Linked DNA regions of Rattus norvegicus: region 2 is linked to region 1. A link is a contact called in public Hi-C data. All regions are on one chromosome and are shown on one strand. Each heading gives the region's core, a stretch centred on a gene start, on an enhancer-like site or on the middle of the called end of the contact. The rest is flanking DNA. Distances are from core to core; before and after follow the strand shown.

Region 1 (3,740 bases), core at 324-2,823:
CCAGGAAACATATCCCCGATAGATGCATGGTAGATACATCTATTATCTACCATGGGTAAAGGGAATACAGGTTTTCAAGTTTTCGTTTTCTTAGAGAACCAACCTAAATAACCTTGGTCCACAAAAACCTGGAAGCAGCTAGGCTAGGCAGATAATGGTCCCTCTCACCTGTTACATGGAGAACAGCAACAGATCCCTTCTCTAATCACCGCAGAGACTGGTATCAAAGTCCTTTTGGGGTTTATGGTCCTGTGCATAATAGTCCTTCAAGATGGGGCAGAGGGAAGGCTTAAAGAAAGGAAAGCATGGGAATTTGAGCCCTTCTTTGTCTAAGCTCAGAGCTGAGGCTAGGAAAAATTCCGTAGGATCTTGGCTAAACAGTGGTTTTCTGCTTCTGACAATGTTGAAATTAGTCTGATTGTGGGAAATATTTAAAAGTTGTAGCTGTGTGATTTCGTTTCATGTGCAGTTCAGATGCCAGAAACTGACACTGAGCATGCCACATGCTGCTGTAATGCCAGGCGACATGTAGGGGCTCATGGGTGTGGCTCCTTACCTTGTCACCTTTAATCTACTGCTCTCTGCTGAAATCTTACACACTTCTAGACCCAACCCCAGACCACTGCTTCCATGATGTCTCATTGGTCCATTCTCTTCCTGCTCTGTTGCTCTGAGGTCTTGGCTTCTTAGCTGCAACTTGGAAAGTTTCCTCATTTAATTTGTAACACTGTCACCAAGATTTGACATTGTCACAAGAAAGCCACATAAGATTGGACCTTTAACTCCCACCATTGATAAAGGATGTGTCTGTCCCCCTCCTCAGAAAGCTCTCATCACTTCCTGAGGGGCTAATAACTATCCATGATCCTCGGAAGGTGGGATGCTATTTTCTTTAATAGTGTAGACACTAGGACAGAAGGTAGGAAAAAGAAAGGGCCCAGAGCTAAAGGAGAGAAGAGGCATAGAAGAGGGTGATACAGTGAACACAAACATCATTTGTTATATAGATATGTATTGAACTGTCAAAAACAAAGAGAATGCTCTTTACTACTTACTCCTGGAAAATAGACAAAAACAAAAAGAATTCTCAAAACCCAAAGGTATGTTTTACACATTCAAAAAGGAAAGACCACAGTCACTATATGTCCCACATGTATTTTAATATATATTATATATTATTATATAATAATAAGGACCATGAAGAAATGAGGTTTGCATCCGAGTAATAAAATATCTCACTTTCAGTCACATGATCTCATTCGATCCCTGCATAAAATCCTTTTCTCTTTTGTAAAATGGAGACTGCTGTGCTCAGAGGCAGAGAGGTAGAATCGCTCTGCATAGAAATGAGAGATCAGAATCAACGACCTGGATTTCATCTGGTCCTTTCTCTCTGCCATGTGGCCGCCCAGTATGCTCCTGCATCCTTCCTGAGAAAGAGCCCCAGGAAGCACAAAGGGACTTCTATTTTCATCTTTTAGTTCCAACAAGATGAGAATCAGCAGGCCAGCAGACACACTTGGGAATAATGGCTCTGCTTTCTCAACAGGCCCCCTGCCCCCAGTGCCTTTATCCCCACTCGGAGTGACCTAGACAGAACAAGCTCGCTCTGTAATGACCACTTCGTCAGCAGGGGCTGTGTATTTAGTAGCAGGAAATATAAGCTTTTGTGGTCAGTGTGACGTCATCCCACCCACTAAACAGGCCTTTATGACTTGACCACAAAAAGGCTTGAAAGGGATAGACACACACACACACAGGGAGAGGGGCCATGGGGCCGTGAGCAGCTGTCTGCCCTGAAAGAAGCATTGTGTCTTCCAATTGTCTCCCCAAAGCCTGATGTTTGGGCCACTGTAGACCAACATCTGGGTGATATATGCTGTCTTCTCTACATCGCCCAATGACCCAGCTCCCCTAGTTTAAAAAAAATTTGTGAGGGAACTACTAAATTTTTTTTGTTTTTAAATTTGGGAGGGTACACGAAACACACTCACGTACATGAGTTTTTCCCCCTGGATGACTCACTGTTAGGAAGGAAAAAGAGACATGCACAGTGGACAGAGGGAAGAGAAAGAGAATAAAGGAGGGAAAGCGTAGGCAGGCTCACAGATACTTAAAAAGATACAATGGACGACCATCACAATGTAACATAAATATTTCTAAGTCACGAGTTTCTTAGTTTGCTCACTGGGTTTAGAGGAGCTCAGCCAAATGACTTTAGGGAGTGTACTGTGCAAGTTCACAGCAATATTGTACCCCAAATTTGGGCCTACCTCTTAATATACTTTTGAGTGAGGAAAGTACATATTGGGTTTGGGTATGAATATTCACATTAAGTACAAAAAAAAAAGAAAGGAAGGAAGGAAGGGAGGGAGGAAACAATATAGAAAGGAAGAAAGTAAATGAAGATTGATTGATATGGGCAAGTTTTATTTTGTTTTATTTTGATTGGAGGGATTTGTTTCCTTGTGGTTTGTTTTTAAAGCAGATGAGACCCAGGATATAAGGAAACTGAAAAGCTCTTACCAGGGCATCCAGGAAGATAAATAGACAAAACAGAAAGAATTCTCAAAACCAAAAGCTACCTTTTACCCATTCAATAAGAAGAACCTACAGTTGCTATGTATTCCAGGTGTGGAAAGGGACCCCAGAGAATGGAGGAGGTTTCGCTTGTCTCTCACACCTCTGAGGCTTAGAGACAGGGGAGAAAGAGGAGAAGAAGCTGTGTTGGCGACTGTGAGTCTGACCACTAAATTAGGCTGATGGAATAGTATGGCTTCCTCAATTTTCAGGGTGTGGAAAACTCCCTCCCAGGGCTGAGTGTCCCTCTGAGGGTTGGGTAGCAGGAAACACCTGCTTCACTCTCCTCTGGCTTTTTTCCCTCTTTAGGAATTCTGGGTCCCCTCCTTTCAATGGACAAGCAGATTTCCACACATCCCCCCATTAAGAGAGGAAGTCTGGAATCATCTATTAGCAATAAACACACTGGGATGACTTTCCTACCCTGGCCCTCATTTGCCTGTCTTCCAATTGACTTCTACAGTTGCTTCCTCAAGCTGTCTCCCCTGACCCATTGGCTAATAATATTTTTCTCCTAAAATAAATCAAGAATAAGAAGCCAACCTACAACGTTGAGGGACAAGTGTATGCTCCGTTCATTTGGATTCCTAATTTTAGATTTTGCCCTTCACCTTCCTACAGCAACGGGGAAGCAAATGCAATCCCCATTTTGGAAAGGCATGAAAAACAGATGTGAGTGAGAATCACACTGAGATAGCAGCTTTCAAATGTCCTCTCACTGGACGAGCTCCGAGCTGTTAGCAGCTTCTTGGAGGAACCCTCATCCACCATGGCAAATATCAGCCTGTAAACCATGTACACAGTCACACACAGGATGGAGAAATGCTCTTAACATACGGAAACATCCAAGAGACCCAGAAAACTGTTGTTAAGGTTTATGAAGACTATCAAAAGTTACCAGATCAGCGTCCTCCCTCTAATAAGATGAACACCCCCATGATGTTTGTGAAACTAACTTCTCCCCACTACTCCTGTCTTCTTTTCTCTTTGGAAACAAAGAAAAACTTGCACAGAAAAGGCGGGGGGGGGGAGCATCAGAAAGCACCATTTTCACGAAGAGTTCTGTGCTACACATACATGGTCAATGGAGTGAGTTATTTTTGCCTTTTAAGAGGTCTATATTAGACATATATATTAGACATAAACCTTAACAAATCACT
Region 2 (4,075 bases), core at 1,297-3,796, 540 kb before region 1:
AGTCCTGCCAAAGCCACTTATGTGGTTGAGAAATAGTCTGGAAGGCAGCATTCCAGGTCTGTGCCACCGGCCACTTGACCTTGTCACCATCCTTGCCGATGAGTTCTAGGCTCTAGGAAGGGAGTTTCAAAGTCTTCTATGGCCCCTCTCCCCAAAGTCTTCTTGTTCATTTCAGCCTCCATGGTGTGGCCCGTGGGAGGGGAACAGCTCGGGTAGGTACAGGGTAGACTGTGGAATAGATGACTTTGATATTCTCGTTGAAAATTTGAATTTTGAAGTTGTTTCTATCCTTTTCTGAGGTTTAGAGTTCTTCCTGTCTTTCTGCCTTCCTCACCCTTACACCCCCCTTCCGCCCCCCGCACTGTTATTAGGGAAAGAAAATTGGACATCGAGCCCATTTTGAGAACATCTCTCAGAATAATTGTGCCATGACACACAGGGAGTGCAAAGAAAAAAACAGGAAGCCAGGCTGTGAGGACTGCTTTGAAACTGGCAGGCTGCAGGCTGCAGCATGGCCATTGGCCAGACAACCTCACTGATGGCAGCCGGCCGTTCCCCACCACACTGCTTCCTGCTGGGCCTGGTTCTGAGGGATGCTGCCATGGTCTGCACTGGCTCCTGTGGTGGGGCCGATGACCTTCCTCTTCAGACCCCAAGCCCAAGTCCAGTGTGCCATGTTGACTCCATGTGGAGTGGATGCTGGAAGCCAGCCCCTGGCTCCTCCCTTGTTCTGGCCATGGGGCAAGCCTCTATGGGAAGCCTGCTTAACCACATTTGTTTGGGAGATTTTCTGGGCAGTTTAGATTTGGGTCAGAAGGTGGCTTTGAGGATTAATCGATTTCAATGTTTTTATGGTGAGTTTGGTGCCCTCCTCAACTCAGTTTTTCCACGTCTCTTAATTTCCAATTACATGTGCTGAGAGATTGGACTCTTGGAGTTCTGGGATAGTCAGAGTGCCCCTCGAGGTGGACAGGGTGTCACTGGAGGATGCTGACACCGGAGGAATTCTTCTGATGTTGCTACTGGGCAGGCACTAAGTAGTGGAAAGGGTAAAGGCCACCTGGGTGCATGACTTTTCCTTCGAGGAGGGAGCTAGCTTGGATGACCCCCCCCCCAGGAGCCATGCTGAGACTTAGAGGCAAAGAGACTTACTTTCCTATTTAAAGGGCCCTCCTCACACAGGAGGGACAAGACTCTTCTGTATCTAGCACAGCCGTAGGGGGCTTAGATGGGATGTATCCCTTTCCTCCTTTTTCGTAGGTAGGTAAACACCCATTAATTTACTGACAAAAGCAATAGTCATGGATTTAGTCTGTGATTCTGAGAGCTGGTAATTTGGATGGGGCTCAGCTGGGTGGGTCTACAGCCCTGGGCTGGGGTTTGTTCCCTAGCTCTCAGCAATCAGTCACCAGGTGGTCTGCACTTATTTGCTCACAGGTGGCAGAAGCTAAGAGGAACCAGTTTTCCTTGTTTATCCATCTTCTTAAGAGGAGATGGGGTTTGATCTGGGGAGAATGAGAAGCCCCTCCGAGCTCAGGCGCGTTAATGGCATGGCATCACATTTAACCTGAGTAAGTTGTAACATAAGCTCCAAATGTCTAGACTGCACATAAAGGGCACGGATACCAAGAAGAGTGGAGAAGGCTGGCCCCCTTTACAGTTTGGTGCTGGGGGTAGATTTTTGAGCTGATGTCCAAAGAGCTTTCTAAGGAGTTGAGCTGTTTCGCACAGGTGCAGACGGATTTGCCAACCTCTGGTCTGCTCTGGCTGAGGATCCGCTTCTCAGTGAATGAAATGCTTGGCCTCCTAAGGCCTTTTCTGGTCCCCGGTGTTTATTTAACTAGAGATTTATTCTCAACAATCTATGGTTGACAATCGTCATAGTCACGGACTATGGAGAGAACTGGAGTAATGTCCCCAATTCGTCACTGTACCATCACCCTGCCTTTGTCATACCCCATCAAGACTCCCCCAGATTCTCCTTCATCTACCATCGCTCCCTGCTGCAGAGGGCCTTGCTCACACCGACCAATCACAGCAGATTTGGTTAGGTGTAGGGAACAGAAGAGAGAGGACGGGCACCCTTAAAGGCAGCATTTTCAGGACGTTGTTTTTATCTTACAGGCTTTAAAGAAGAATGCGCTGGAGAAGAAAAAGGAAATAGCCTGTGCACAATTTTCAGAGCAACGCAGGGCGAGGCAGAGAGTAGAAAGTGGGAGATGCCAACAAGCCAAGCCCAAGTGGGTTTTCTGGGATGGAGATATAAACTTGAGCTATGAAGCTGGAGACAGGCAGGAAGTGGGCTTGGCCGGCACGAGGAGGCGCATGCGTCGTCTGGCAAACCATCCCTTTCCAGGCTTGTCTTCTCAGTTCCCTTTGGTTTCCAGCCCCTCCTGACCCTGGGGACAATGCTGCTCTGTGTTGAGACTTTTGTGATGGCTGAGAGAGAGGAAGAGAGAGAGAAAGATGGTCAGGGTGGCGGTGTGTGAATCACTCTTGTCACGTAGTCCTGTCAGCTGCAGTGGCTCCTGAGTCTGCACAGGGGTTCGGGAAACTATGGCCCAAGTTGAGCCCATGCCTGGAAGCTGGTCAGCCAGCTGCAGGGTGTGCTGCTCTGAACTACCCAGTGTGCAAAGGGCAGGACATGGGAGCATGGGGGAAGGTTTGTTACCATGGGGACAGGGTGAAAACACTCAAGCTGCAGGGATGGGTTCTGGCCTTTGCTATCTCTTTCCTAGGTTGCTATGGAGCTGATGCTCAATGCTTCTGGAAGTTCGAGGGCCTTGGGTTCATCCCAGAGATGAGGACCCTTTCTTGTCCCTTAGCTCAAGCAGGATGTGTCTTCCTTAGCCTGGGGGCTGTCCTCAGCGACTGGAAAGGAAAATGTCCCCAAGTTTAGATATGACATCTTATTCTAGTGCAAAGAAGGCAGAGTAAGTCATGCAGGATATTGAGTGCTCTGGGTTCTAAGCACTGGCTTTGGAATAGGAAACTAGAGGTTCAAAGGCTGGCACATTGCAAAGACATAGAGTCAGGAGGGGATGTCCTTGGTGCCAGGCACTGAGGGAAGTCTGTGTTGCTTGAAGACAGCATGGGTTTCTGAGGATGGAAGCAGCCCTCCATAACTCCCCGTATCTCTGTTTCACCTTAGAAAAGGAGGTAAGAAATCCTGTGATCCACACAGGGTCTCAGTGTGATTCATCCAGCCTCTATGCCTTCTCTCATCTGACCAGCAGAGGGCAGTGTGGTACTGTCGGTGGAACTGACTCAGTAAGGTTTCTTTCCACTCCAGTACTTGCCTCCTAATCTTTTAAAACCGAAGCTGCTTACACACAACCTTGTCTGTCAGAATGGCATGGATTAGACTGGCACTCTGAGCCCCTTTTCTGACAGAATGCCGCCCCCCCCCCCCCGCGCGCTTATTCAGAGACCATCTGAACTCTCACCTCCGTTCCTTGGGCCCAGCAGGTGACTCAGAGCCTCAGGGATAAGGTCCATGGGAGGGCAGGCACGGTGGGCGAGCGTAAATGGTTTTCAAGATCCATTCTTAGCTGCTTCTTGAGCCAGTTTTGAGAGTGGGTGGACTGCTCCAGCCTATTAAGGAACGTGAGATGCTCCCTTCCTCTACCCCCCCCCCCCGCACCCCCTATGTCTGACTTTCGCCCCCCGGGGGTTGATGGGAGGACTCTACTGGATCCCTGTGGGATTCCCGGACTACCCATACAACCCCGGCAAGTCTCTTCTCTCCAGAAAGCACTTTCTCCATTGGAAAAGTGAGAGCGTTGGGGTCTTATGGCCTGAAAAGGCTTGGAATGGTCACCTTTCCTATTTCTACGTTGGGACTCTGTTTCCTTCCGATTGCAGGTTAGCTGATTGAAGAATAAAGACTGGACGGGTGAAGGGTACTCACTCTAGGATTGTAACTAGGAATATAAGCTACTGTCTGCCTCGCCATTGCTCATCTCTGACGATTAGGTACAACTTTATCCCCATCTAAGCTCAGGGCAGCTCGATCGAACCACACTTCTCATGTGATAAGCAGTGGGGGAGCAGCACCCTGGGGGAGCAGCACCCG

The links. A called contact is a pair of places that touch in the nucleus more often than the background predicts.
Region 2: a Hi-C map of Schwann cells shows a contact between it and region 1, with 8 times the contacts expected there. The contact joins two enhancer-like sites. A contact is called at or near these places in 4 of 12 Hi-C or Micro-C datasets (the A7r5 cell line, Schwann cells, mammary epithelial cells and 1 more).

The regions. Positions count from the first base shown.
Region 1 is chr9:82,331,949-82,335,688 of GRCr8, reverse strand. All of the region lies in intron 2 of LOC134480294 (a long non-coding RNA gene), which reads right to left. Among named protein-coding and RNA genes, the nearest start is that of Pincl, 120 kb to the left of the region's middle. Within about 2 kb of position 1,573, at least 15 of the 93 cell types and tissues checked have an H3K27ac peak or open chromatin away from gene starts, as enhancers often do. A contact at or near this core is called in Schwann cells, where this site is marked.
Region 2 is chr9:82,868,137-82,872,211 of GRCr8, reverse strand. No RefSeq gene overlaps it. Among named protein-coding and RNA genes, the nearest start is that of Tns1, 280 kb to the left of the region's middle. Within about 2 kb of position 2,546, at least 5 of the 93 cell types and tissues checked have an H3K27ac peak or open chromatin away from gene starts, as enhancers often do. A contact at or near this core is called in Schwann cells, where this site is marked.